Linked DNA regions of Ovis aries: region 2 is linked to region 1. The links are chromatin contacts, called in public Hi-C maps. All regions are on one chromosome and are shown on one strand. The core of a region is the stretch at or near the end of the contact, and the rest is flanking DNA. Distances in the headings are between cores, read along the strand shown.

What was found. Hi-C and Micro-C count contacts between places; a contact is called where the count stands out from the background.
Region 2: a contact with region 1 is called in a Hi-C map of liver, with 3 times the contacts expected there. The contact joins the promoter of HPS5 here to the promoter of TSG101 in region 1. A contact is called at or near these places in 3 of 16 Hi-C or Micro-C datasets (hypothalamus, liver and muscle).

What each region holds. Positions count from the first base shown.
Region 1 is chr21:23,733,741-23,740,702 of ARS-UI_Ramb_v3.0, reverse strand. TSG101 (tumor susceptibility 101) reads right to left here and starts at 2,371. Exons shown (of 10, transcript XM_004019463.5): 1 at 2,191-2,371. The coding sequence starts at 2,232. UEVLD (UEV and lactate/malate dehyrogenase domains) reads right to left here. Exons shown (of 12, transcript XM_004019458.4): 12 at 4,791-6,962. It also overlaps the pseudogene LOC105604170.
Region 2 is chr21:23,896,978-23,903,950 of ARS-UI_Ramb_v3.0, reverse strand. It overlaps HPS5 (HPS5 biogenesis of lysosomal organelles complex 2 subunit 2), which reads right to left and starts at 2,753. Exons shown (of 24, transcript XM_060403992.1): 1 at 2,425-2,753. GTF2H1 (general transcription factor IIH subunit 1) reads left to right here and starts at 2,788. Exons shown (of 16, transcript XM_042238001.1): 1 at 2,788-2,959.

The DNA.
Region 1 (6,962 bases), core at 1,122-3,621:
ATAGATATACCTCTCTTAATTACAAAGATGATGACAGAAAAGGATGTTCAGCTAAAAGCTATATTTAAGTTGGAAGCTAAAAGTTGCTCTAAGGAAAAAAATAACTGTAGTAATATATAAAAAGATAATATAATGTTGTATGTCAATTATACTTCAAAAAACATATGTCAAAGCAGGTAGCCCAAAGTAATATGATGGGTGATGGAAGTCCCACAATCAGATAAGAGTAAAGGACCATCACCCTAGCAATGTGTCCCAGGTCCTGGCTACCAGTTCTTTCATTGGGCCACATCTACCTGAAAGGATAACAACTGAAGCTAATCCTCCACCAGAAGGAAAAAACTCCACAAATAGCTTCTATTATCCTACTTACTATTCCTACATATCTATCTATTAACAAGCTGGATAGAAAAGATGCCAGTAATCAGAAGTGACATCACCACTTGTAAGAGACTCAATTTTTCAGGCATTGGGTCAAGAACCAGATGAAAGACAAATGTTCTCTCCCACCTCTGCTCTATGTCCATTTTTATTAAAAAAATATTTATTTTTAATTGAAGGATAATTGCTTTACAGTATTGTGCTGGTTTCCACCAAACTATGTCCTTCTCTGCTCTTAGGATATAAAGAGGATGGAGGGAGGAGATGGCAGGTGTAGGTATAAAATATCTTTTAAAGATGTCCTGCCTCTGTCTTCGAAGGCAGGTTCCTCAACAGAAAGTTTAGGAAACTTGATTATGGTTTCTACAATTCCAAACCAATATTTGAATATTCTTGTCCTTATATATAGGTACTTTCATACACATACATGAAGGAATAAAACTTTAAGGACAATGTAATCAATTAAAAGATTTTTATAAATGCTATGGAACAGACACCCTTCAGTTACATAGTATATAAAATAATGTACTTTGAAAAACTAAATGCTACAACATTCAGGCCACAGTTTTCTAAGGCTCCCTAAAACTTCTGCAATTAAAGATAAGTTTACTCTATCAAAAGAAAATCAACTATATTTTAATTAGAAAAAAAGAAAGAAAATCAAAAGCCTCTAAGATATGATTAGAAAAATCAAAGAGTAGCTTTATTTCAAAAATCATTAATTTCTCCTTAGAGATTATTTGCTCTTCAATCAAAGACTATAGGGATGATTTTACTGGGCAAAAAAGTCTATTTTTCTAAGAAATAAGTTTACATATAATAATGTGTTTTAATAATACGGAAAACTGTTTTAAACTACTTCACTTTCTACCATTCTTATTTTAACAAAAGTATCTAAAGGTAAACCTGTTTAACTGGAGAATATTCAACTCTCAACCATTTCACATACATCTTATTCCCATTAATTAGCTTTGATAAATTGAAAAAAAAAAACCCACAAAACAACAAACAAACCAAAAAGCACCCAATTCACTCCGGTATCAGGTGCCATATTTTAAGTAGTTGTTAAAATAATTCACGGCTTTAAATACAACTGAAAAATACAACTTTTTTAAAAAAGGAGAAAAACCAGAAAGCAAACCCACACCGGTCCTGAACTGTTTAGATTAAAAATTTCAAAGTAAATCAACTGGCTTTATAAGCAGCATACAATTAAAAGGGAGTCACTCTGAGCAAATCAAAGACCCTGGAATGGTAATGGAATTCTATTTCACCCGAGGTAATGAGCTTCTCAGGACGTTTCTATTCATAATTGAGCCAATTCAACCAACAGTTACGATTTCCCGCGGGGTGGGCTATTGAGCTGCGTGAAGAATACAATCTGAAAAGGACACCACCTCAGGAAGCCGGGAGGGAAGGGCGAATGAAGAATGAGGAGCCCTGCACTGGGACAGGAGGGGCGGGGTTGCCCAAGCCCGAGTTTTAAGTACAACCCCCTCCTTGTGTTGATGAAAACTATGCTGCCCCACAGACCGCTCCAAACTCTCTCTCCCCGAAAAGAGGGCGGGCGGCAGGTGGCAGGCGGCCTCGGCTCCGCTCCATTGTTGACCGTCGCCGCCCCCCGCCGGCTCCGGCCCAGGGACTCCGGCCCCGGGAGACAGGCATCCTGGCGCGGGCGGCGGCAGAGGCGGCCGGGGGAAGCCCGGGGCTTCGGGCCCGCCTGGGGGGCTCGCTGGGCTGGTCCGGCAGGCCCTGGCGGCGCGGGGGGGAGTGGTGGGTGTGCGCCGAGAGGGCGCGCCGCAGCCTCACCTTGGACACCATTTTCTTGAGCTGGCTCTCCGACCCCGCCATGGCGGCCGCCTCGCGACTCCGGTCCCCGCAGGCAGAGGGTCAGCCGCTCCGGGGCCGCCCCAGGCCGCCCCACACAACCGCACACAGACGAGCCAGCCCCCCACCCCCCCGCCTCTAGCAACAGGAAATCGGCCTCCACGCCAGCACTTCCGCTTCCCTTACGTCACTTCCGAGGTCGGCGGTGGGTAGGGGTTGACGGCCTAGGTCAGCTCCAGGGAAACCCGTTCCGAGGGTGGAATTGCTGAGCCGGGATAATGAGATCGGCAGCTCTTTCACAGTTGCCCTCACACTAAAAGAGCAGGTGCAGGGAGGGTAAGAAGTAGGAGTACCTTTCCAGTGAGCTTTAATGACTGATGCGTCAAGTGGGAAGACTGGACTGGAGTCAGAAAAGTGTTCTGCCACTGACTTACCCTTCTGATAATTGCAGGCAAGTGCAAGGCTTGCTCGAGGCTTTTTTCCAACTCAGAGGAAAGGCTTGGATTAGGCGATGCCCAGGGTGTCTCTGGTTGTCAGGTTGTTTTTCATTAAGCTTCATATTACATTCACAAGGGCAAAGTGCAGAGCTCTCATTTCACAGGAAGCCAGGCAGTAATTTCTTTACAAGAGACCATTCACTTAGGTCAGAACTCCACTGTGCCCGACATGAATGATAATACAGGCTAACTTCTTCCTTGGACTTGGTGTGTGTACTAGCCTGTCCACTATAAAAATCCAAGTCTTTGAAATCAGGCTCAGCTTCAGATCCTCATGGTTTTGCACAGTGCAAGAGTAGGTACTCTTTTTTTTGGTTGTTGTTTGAAATCTGACAGAATTTTTATTTCACAGCACCCTAATATTGAAAAAGTGAACAAGCAGTTGAAAATGGTGCTCTGAAGTTCTGACATGATACTTAACAGCTGTTAAGTTGCTAGGTTACAAGCAAGGTGTACACAGATGGAAATGAACACGTAATATAAAAAGTTTAGGTAGATAAGAGATTCATATTTTATTTCTCCACTGACATATTTACAGTTGAATATAAATTAAAGGCCTGCTTGCACACCAAACCCAGGTCCTTTTGGTGGTTCAGTCAAAGAGGTAAGACCTCGAGCTGGCTCACAGAAGTGTCCACTCCTTGGCCCAGGTTTTGGGATTTTGCCAGCCTTGAGTTCATCAATAATTTCTTTAATATCCTTAGGTGTCAGATCCTCATAGTAGTTGCCATTTATTTGAACCACTGGTACATTTACACAGGCCCCTAAACACTCCACTTCTATAAGAGGGAAAAGTTTGTCAGGTGTAGTCTCCAACCTTTATTCCAAGTCTTTTTCTGAATGGCCTCCAGTATGCAGTCGGAGTTCAGCACAGACTTGAATGTGTTACAACTGGCTTTCGATTATACATTGTATAAAAAGTTGATACTTCAGACACTCTCACTGGAGGTACTTGTAAAATTTCTTCAGCATTGTTCATAGCAGAGATGGGCAGCCATACATCCTGTCTCTGGGATAAATCCAGAACTGGAAGCACAGCTGCTGCCTTATGCCCTTCTGGGTAGTTTTTCACAACGGCCTCTATCCTCTGGTGTGAAATCAAATGGAGTTTCTGGGTTATTCTCAGGAGTATCTCTGTGCACAAATAAGCCTCCTCCAGCTCCATTCTGAACAGCTATCTTATGCAAATTTCTTATATGTCTTCCCCAGTGGGTGCCGCAGAGAGGAATATGGCTGGCCAAACTGCAGGCCTTCGGGTCTCACCGGGCACGGTCCCAAGCAGTTGGTACACATGGCGTGCGCGCCCAATAGGTACTCTTAACTGAATTTCTACTACCCATAAAAGCTCCTCATGGTCATTTATATTAGTCATTATACATAAGTGTATATATATATACACATATATATATATACACATATATAAAAGTCATTATACATTAGTCAAACACCTCACTACCGGTTTTGTAAGTACCATGCCATTCAGGGCACTTGGATTTGAGGGGGTGTGAAGTATGATTATTTGGATAATTTTAGCATCGTGGTACTGAGGAACAGGCTGTAGTATTAATTCTCTTCTAAATTGGCATCTAAATGAAGGTCACATGAAGAAGGCCTAAATGAAGATATGTGGAAGCATCATTACATATTGTTGCCAACACACACACATAAAATATTCTATTCTAATAGGTATCTTTCTTTGGACACTATATACTAGTTAAGCATACAGCTTCAGTCAAACCAAACTATAGGACAGTCTGTCCTTCCCTGTACCTCTTCTTTGTCACTTAAAAATATATGGTTTTCAAGCTATTCTTAAAGACACAGCTTATTAGCCAGAAGCACCTTCAATTAGAGCAACTCTGCTTTTATCAATTGGAAGAATGTAGGTTATATATTTTTCAAAAGGTTTTGTTAAAAATAATTTTTAAAATTTTGAAAATAACAAAATACATTCTCTTCATTTTGCAGTTAAGCCACTTAAAATGGAGTAACTAAATATCCTGAGGACTTATGAATCATATGAAAGAATCTTTCTCTTCGATCCGAATAAATTTCCTTCCACTCAATAAATTAGGAATCTCCTGGTAATTTTCAAGTCAAAATTTATTTTATTCATTATTCTTGATATTTAAGAATAATTATTTGATACAATGTAAGTTGGAAAATATTTATCTCTGTTATAATATCAAAGAAGCATTTTAATCCAAGCCCCATTAAAAACCATAACAAGTAGAGGGAATGCATGATTTTGGAAAGATGAAAAAAAAAATGAAGGTTAATAGAAACCATCATGAATGTCAAATTATCACCAATTCACACTGAGATGGTGGTGGTACTACTTCTTAACTTATATGTGATTTATAATACTCAACACTCAAGAAAATATGTGATAGAATTATTTCTATATTGTGGGTTTCCGTAGGGCAAGGACTATAACTATTCATCCTTTTTTTTTTTTGCTTTATTCCCTCCCCCATCCCATCCCCCCAATTTGTTGTTATTCACCTTTGACTACTCATTCTAACACAGTTCTTGGAATAACAGTACAGTCAGTAAATATTGTACTGACATGTTCTTTTTATAATGCAGTTAATTCTTAGCAATTCCTCTATTTATACAGTATCTTGTAATTAGGTTATTGTTCAAGAGCATAATTAGGTATCTGATATTAGAAAAGGCTAGGATAAAAACACAAGCCAACGGTGCTTTTAGTTTTACTTTCCTAGTTCATACGGAAGGACAGTGAGGATACACCGTTACAGTTAACACCAAAATAACCTATTCATGTAGTGAAATTACACAGAACTAATGTTCATTTCTTCAAATGTCCAAAGTTTTTACACCTTTCCAAGCATATTAAATACTTTTCTTTTTTCTTAAACATGGAACATTGAATAAATTCACCTTTCCTTTATGATTTAAGCTCATCATTATAAGCATCCATTATTATGCTAAATCAGCATGAGTTTAACTACTTCCTCTCTGCCTAAAATGTATCTGCTCTTATAATCCATTGGCTCCCATCTCACTGACCAGGTTTAGGTTCACCTATAATATGCTTTCAAAGCACCTGGGACTTCTTCATATGACAGTACCACACTTGGAATTGTACATTTATTTGTGAGGTTTGTCCCTGCACTAGATTATAAGCACCATGGGAGCCTGTACCTAGTCCAGGGTTTGTTCACCATTGTATCTGCGGTGCCTAATATGGCACCTGGTGCATAGCAGGCTCCAAGTCTAGACTATCTCAATGACTAAATAACTAAATATCTACTTCAGTGCATACAGTTCGCCCCCCACCCTCCACCCCCCACCAAGCTATTTACTAAGGAATTTACTAAGTCAAAGAATCAGTGTTTCTAAAAAATATGTTGAAGAAAAAAAAGCCCCTACATGAGAGTATCAGAGTACAGACCCCAGCTTTATGGTCTTGTGGTAACTATTTTGACTCTTAGGCCTTTTTCCTCTTCTAGAGTTTAGAAAAAGTAGAGGTGGTATGGATAAGTGTCCCTTAGTCATGAGATTTTGGGCATTAAACCTCAATTTCCTCCTCTACAAAATGATGATAATAGTCTCTACCTCAGTGGGTTACTGTGAGGATTAATAAATGGCCCTGAGGAATAAAACAATAAAGTGCTTATGACACTGCCTGAAATATTGGAAGTGTTGATGCTAGGCGCTGCTATTAGTTATGTGTCACATTCCTAATAATATGCTGTCTTTCACATATGAAGATGTTATTGACCCATCACCCATTCAGGGTGCATAATGGTGCACCCTGCATCATTTCTTCAGGAGTAGTTAAAGGATGTACCATGAATCATTTCTTCAGTAGTTAAAGAATATGCTCAGAACAATCAGCCCATTCAATCAGTCTCTCCCCATTAAGACCAATGCCTTTACGAAACCCTCATATATTAAAGTAAATGCCTGGCTTTCATTCATAACCTATTTCCACTAAAAATATGCATGTCTCTATGGTTCTACTTATGGCACGGTGTGTTCTTTAAGATGCTTGAAATCTTATATAGCCCAGAAGAGATGACAGAAAATTGCAGAAAGGACAGTCCTGCTGGATATTAAACTACACTTCTTGTTCATATATTTAAAAACTGCGTTTTCCTTTTTACTATATTAAAGTATGTGTACAAAGAAAAGTATGTGCACACTTCTTTTCCATTTTTTTGGTAGCTAATTAATTTGAAGAGGGAAAACAAACCCCTTTATTATTATTATGTTTTTTACCAACATTAT
Region 2 (6,973 bases), core at 1,504-4,003, 160 kb before region 1:
CCCTATGTACTGTAGCCGGCCAGGCTCTCCTGTGCATGGGATTCTCCAGGCAAGAGTACTGGAGTGTGTTGCATGCCCTCCTCCAGGGGATCTTCCTTACCCAGGGATCAAACCTGTGTCTCCTGCATTTTGATAGGCAGGTTCTTTACCAAGAGTGCCACCTGGGAAGCTCAAGGAAATGTTTACGCCTTACAAAACAGTCCTTCAGTATTTGAAAAATGTCATGAGGTCTTCTAAAAATTTAACAACACCAGTTCTTCACTCATTCTGACCTGACAATTTCCAAATTCCTCTCAGTTCTGATAAGCCTTCCACACAGGGCCTTTAGTTTGCCTGAACATGTCCTATCCAGAACTGAACATAAAACTCTTCAGTAGCTTAATAACCAGAACAGAGTAGAAACACTAACTTCCTTGACCTGGACACTAAGTTTCTATATTACGTCCTAAATCAGTATCAGAGGCAGTTTTTGTGTGTTTTTTTCCAGGTATGTTTTTAAAGTAGCCATGTCACACTTCTGATTCAACAGAGAAAGAAGCTAACTAACACCCAAAGAAATTTTCAAAAAAAATTAATATAATCTTCCTAGCTAGTACCTGGGCTTCCCTGGTGACTTAGTGGTAAAGAATACGCCTGCCAATGCAGGAGACACAGATTCGATCCTTGGGTTGGGAAGATCTCCTGGAGAAGGAAATGGCAACCCACTCCAATATTCTTGCCTGCGAAATCCCACAAATAGAAGCGCTTGGGGAGCTGTAATCCATGGAGTCACGAAAGAGTTGGAGACAACTTAGTACCTAGATACAGTAGAAATGAGCTCAAATTGAAAGCTGCTATTAATCAAATTCAACAATGGATATAAAAAGTACCCTGAAATTTTTAAGCTGTTCAAACTAGAACAGTAGAATGTTGATACTTGTTAAAGTTTGGTTAGGTATACATGAGGGTTCATTGTACTATTCTGTCTGTCTGTGTTTGAAATTTTACTGAACAAGATTTTTTATTGAGGTACATATAGTTAAATTACAATGCTGTGTTAGTTTCAAGTGTACAGCAAAATGACTTAGTCATACACATATATGCATTCAAGACTTTTAAGTAAATATTTAACAAGAATCTCTGTACAAATCTTTCATTCTATATAAACCTTCTATGCATCCATGGTTTAATATATGCTGTTTCTGGAATCTTCCTCCAGATAAGAAAAACCGGTCTCTCCACAAAACTGAGTTTAACTATTACTTCTGTCACAGTTAGCCTAGCAAAACACTAAGCAAACAGAGGGTGGCCATAAATGCTTACCAAAGTCAATGAAAAAACCTTTTGAAGAGCTGGTTTACTAAAGGTCACAGAGCTCATAAGCCGAGGTGAAACTAAAATCCACTAATCTTGAGTCCAAATCTAATTACCTTTCCATTTCCCATATTCCTTGATGGCAACATAAAAAGCAGTAGGATCAAAAAAAGGTTTTTCTCTTGGCCTAGTACTCATTTTACTGAACCAGTGTTTGCTGCGCAAACACCCAACGCAAATCACAGCGTTCTCTTTTCCCCACTAGATGCGAGGAAGGAAGAAAAGGCAAGAGAGAAGGAAAAGGAAGAAAAATTAAAGATATTATGCCAAAGGGAGGTTGGGGATTTCCTCATAATGGGATCTTTCTATAAAGAAGGCTGAACGCCAAAGAATCGATGCCTTTCGAACTGCGGTGCTGGAAAACACTCTTTGAGAGTCCACTGGACAGCCAGATCAAACCAGTCAATCCTAAAGGAAATCAACCCTGAATATTCATTAGAAGGAGTGATGCTGAAGCTGAAGCTCCAATACTTTGGCCACAAGATGCAAAGAGCCAACTCTTTGGAAAGGACTCTGATACTGGGAAAGACTGAGGGCAGGAGAAGGGGGGAGACAGAGGATGAGAAGGTTGGATAGCATCACCGACTCCATGGACATGAATTTGAGCTAACTCTGGGACAAAGTGGAGGACAGCGAAGCCTGGCATGTTGCAGCCCATGGGGTCGCAAAGTCGGACACGACTGAGTGACTCAACAACTACTACTCAAGTAATAGAGAACTCCTCTCTACCTTAGACCAAGAAATGGCGACTCACTCACTCATGCACTCAACGTCTTGCACGCATCTTTGCAGACATCTGACCACAAGCTCCCTGCCTAGCGAACTCCTAACTTAGCAGTTAACTTTAATACTACATTCAGATCTCTTGAAAGAAGAGGCGGTAATCAAGTTTTCAAAGCCAGGCTCACAGCCTGTAAGTCTCAGCCCCTCTCTACCACCTCTAGGCAGGCAGCCCCCAACTTTCTGTGGGTCACAGCCTCTCTCCCGGCTAGGCGCCCGCACACTCACCGCGCGCTAAGAGCCGCACCTGAGCTTCAGTCTTCCCTCCTACTCCTCCCCGCCCAGGCTTACGTCATCCCGGAGCGCCGGGGACGCCGGGACAAAGCTGTTAACGGTACTTCCTCGTCACGTGACGGGTTACGCCCTGCTTGCGCGTGGTCCCTCCCCCTTCGGCCGCGGTCGCGATTACGCTCTCTGCGGCCTGCCCGCTGCCGGCCGAAGACGCAGCGCCGAACGGGACCGGAGGAGCTCTAGGCCAAAGGGGTGAGACAGCCAAGTTCCTGGGACCTTTCACCGCTTAAAGCCGGCGAGAGGAAATGAAACAGGCGGGCACCGGCGGAGGAGGGAGGGAACTAGCGGAAGGTGTCATGGCGGCCGTGCTCTGGGGTCACGTGCCCCTCAGGCCCGCCTTCGTACTTCCGGTCACGTGCCCTCAGAGTTCTCGCAGCCAGCGATGGAGGCGAGACCCCCTAGTAACAGAGGCGGTGGCGGTGGCGGCGGCTACTGGGTTTCAGCCTCTTTCCCGCAGCGTCTCTGAGAAGCCCAGCGGAACTCGACTCGACACAGCGCAGTAACTTAGTCCCTGCCCAGGGCCGTCTCCCACCTGGTAAGTTTAGACCGAAAAATGGGGGTGGACTGGTGGGTGATGAGCTGACAGGCCTGGGGGCCGCAGGACGGCACGGAATCTGCCCCTTTTTCCTGTATCCCTGTCGCCGTTGCTGCAGTTCCCAATTCTGCTGTCTCGGTTGGCCGTTTATTTTTCTGAAGAGAGGAAGAGGCGACCCCTAATCTGCTTGTCTATAGGAAGCCAACTCCTCCACTGAAAGCAGGGACTCAAAGATGTACCCGAAGCTGGGATGAGACTTGGCTCATGAGGGTGAAGGACGTGGAAGCCTCTCTCTCTCTGAGGAGCTCTTCCCGTTAGAAAACGTGCTATTGAGTCTTTCGGTTTCTGTAAGGGAAAAGCTTTCATCTTAGTTCCACACACCTTTTGCTTCGCTTGTCAATCCTGTCCCTCTTAAAACGAACTTAACACGTGTGCCAGTTCACCCCACCCCCGCCACTCACACACCAAGTTTTGATCTTTGCCCGACTTGATCATGTTTAAGCACCAACACATGGAAATATATAATTATTTTAGAAATTCTCAAAGGCTAAATTATGTAAGGAAGTGTTTTCGGTTGACTCTTAAACGCCTGTTTTAGGGTCTATAAAAAGGCGGCAGGAGGGGGAGGTGTGACGGGAGGAAAGAGATAAAAACTTAACCTTTTGCCCATTAGCAGACCCAGTTTTAAAAACATACCGAAACTGTGTGGTTTAAAGTATACTTTGCCGTAAGTACTGACTCCATAAGGAAGTGGAACAATTTTTCCTAGTGAATTCTTACCAGAAACCCCAGACATATAAAGCAGCATGCCATGGTGGAATTGCATTTGGGAGCCCTCAGCCTCCCCTCTTGGAACACAGTTTGAAAATCACTGAACTCGACTTTGGTAACTAAAGCAAGGTTGCCAACCCTAAGGTAGATTTTGAAAAATCAAAGGTAGAAAAATGAAATGAAGAGGTCACAGCAGAGGGGAGGGTAACCTCTAGTATCAGGGTTTTGGCATACAAAAGGACTAGGCTCTAGAAGGAACTTTGTGCCTTTTAGCTGACCAAAATCCCTGGTTTGGAAAAAAGGGAGAGGTAATTTGGAGCCATTAAACCTGTTCTGCTACTCTCACTCAGCCAACACTTAGCAGTGCAGCAGATTGAAAGATTTGAGTCTCTTCTGGGTGGTACTAATAATAAATAGATATGGCAGTGCTCATGTGGGAAAAAAAAAAAAAATCACACAAATGCAGAGAGAGCTGCTTAAAAATACCAGGAAGGTTGATGCAAAGAGAGGAATCGGTTAAAAACAGTGCACCAGACGATCAGCTTCAGTCAGTTGTGGCTGCTTCCTATACCTCCTGCTCTAAAGGCTTACATCTTCTTCCTGATGGTCTGTCTGTACATCTTTTAGCCCTGCTTTTCTGTGCTGCTGGTTTTCCCCTCACCGTCAGAAGTTGTCAGGTGTACCTTGAGCTTTCCAAGCATTTTGCCCACTGTGTCTACTTCATGGATACTGCTACTGGAAGTGTCTTTAGTTCTTTCCTCCTTTCTGCACTTTGATTACCAGCTGATTGCTGTCCTCTCGCTGTTGGTATCCTGCTTTTGGCATGCAGAATTTTATCAGTGAATACAAGCCTTCACTTCCTTCTGTCTTGCATATCTGTGGCATTTCCTCCTCCTCCCTTTCCCTGCACTGCTGTAAAATGAAAAAGTGCTTGGTCTTAAAATTGCTACCTCAGTTTATCCATTTAATGCCCTCCTTACATATGTGACGATCCTTATAACAGTACATTTTGGTCACTCTGTACATACTTCCAAGATTTATTCCCTGTAGTGCTGAATTGTTAACATTTTTTAGGATTGCCTGACAGCAAGCAGCATTCCAGATCTCCATTTTGTATGCTGGCAGACACAGAAGCGCTTTCTCTAATAATAATCCTCGTTTTAGAGAGTGATACGGAATTTATTTCATGTGTCTTCTGTTTTGTTTTCCTGCACCATTTATCTCTCACGTTGGAAAGGGAATGGAAATGCAGAGATACAGGATGTAGGAAATGGAAAGTTAAAGATTTCTGCCAAATAGTTTCAAATTATTCTTAGCCCTGTTTACTTATAAGCCAGTTATTGGAATCTGTGAGGAATGGTACTGTGATCTGTGAATTGAGTTCCTGAAGTTTAGTCCAGAATGTATGTACAAAGGTTTCTTGTTTCTTAACCGAGGTTGTATTCTTTGAACAGCAGAGATCTTGCATAGATGTCACAGGTGCTTATTGGACTGTTCCCTCGGGCTTAAATATGCTGCTGGGCTCTGTATTGCCATGAACAACATATGCAGCCTCTGCCCTACTTTGTGAAGCTTGCAGTCTTGCCAGGAGACATACGTTAAAGAGTTACTTTAAAAATTAATTACAGTAGTGAGAAGTGCTGTAAAGAGAAGAACAGGAAACCTTGCCTGGTGACTTTGAAACTTGGAGGAGACCAAAAAATGAGTACAAGCAAGTTGATGGAAAGGGAGGAGACTGTGTCAAGGCTCAGTGCAAGTAAATATTTAACTGCAAGTGAATTAATGCCTTTGCTGGAGGATTTTGCTATTTAAAGTAAGTCTTGTGGCAGATTATTTCATAAAGTAATCTTTTAAGTAAAGCTAGATCTTCATCAAGCCGCTTTATTTAAATGTAACCGCATCAGTATTTTTCCTAAACAAAATATTCTGTGGCTCTTACAGAGTTCTGCTAGAAAGAATTTTTTGCTTCCCCAAGGAGCCCCCTTCAAGAAAAATCTAGAAATCTTAGATGCCATTGCAGGATGGTACCACTGATTCTGTTAAACTTCCTAAAACTGGTCCTTCTGTAGTTAACAGAGGTGCTGCAGTTGAGCAGGGAAATTTGCCAAGCAAGTTATCTGTAAGACAGTCAGCTAGTTATTCCCAGTGTTCAGTAACTTGTCTTCATTTTTAAAGTTCTCTCTAAATGGATTTTAATATGAATGGCTTTACCTTTTGTTTTTCCAAATTGATTTAAAGTAGCCAACTAATAGTTCTATTAATCTAATTTATCCTCTGCTCTACGGTTCCTCTGTCTTCATTCATCTTTCTTCCTTACCGTCCCATCTCAGAAAAGTTTTCCTGTTCTTTTCCAAAGCTAATACTTTTATTTGTGCCTGTAAGCCCAGTTAATTGGGGACTTTCTCTACCAGCTGTCCTTGCTTTTCCTCCATACATGGACATACTTGAAATTATCCTGTCATTATTTGCTTATCCCCCTCCACACACCCTCCCCATCTGTCTTTCTCAGATTTTAATTCATGTTTCCTAAAACATGGTTCCTGTGGTATGCAGTTTAATTTTACAAAGTATAGATAAGTTTTTAAAAATTTTGTAATAATTTATGCTACAATATTAATGTAAAAATATTTAATGTTTCCATAGATGTTATAAAATTACTATAAGTTAAAATTTTAATACTAAATAAAAATAATATGCATATTACAAAACTTGAAGATAACAGTTGTTTTAATTCTTACCCACAGTAACCACCTGTAACATTTTCCCATGTTGCTTATAAATATAGTTTGATAGATCATCAACTCTTGGAAAGTTGTTTTTTTTTTTTTTTTTTTAGGTATTTAGTTATTTGACTGCACTGGGTCTTAGTTGCAGCTTGTGGGATCTAGTTCCCTGAACAGGGATCAAATCCCGGCCCCCTGCCTTGGGAACCCAGGGTCTTAACCACTGGACCACCAGGGAAGTCCCTGGAAAGACGTTTTTTAATAACTTTTTCTCATTACAAAATACAGTGTTTGTTGTAGATAGTCAAGAAAACAAAAAGAACATTGAAATCATCTGTAGTCCTGTCACCATAGGTAACCACTATTCAGTTGGGTATATGTCTCTCCTGTCACATATATTTGCAGAGTAGCATAATGGAACTCCAAGGTCAGACTGACCCAGATTCAAACCCAGTTCTACTTCTTGATGCTTTGGGAAAGCCTCTGGATTTCTTAGACCCAGTTTCCTTTATCTGCAGGA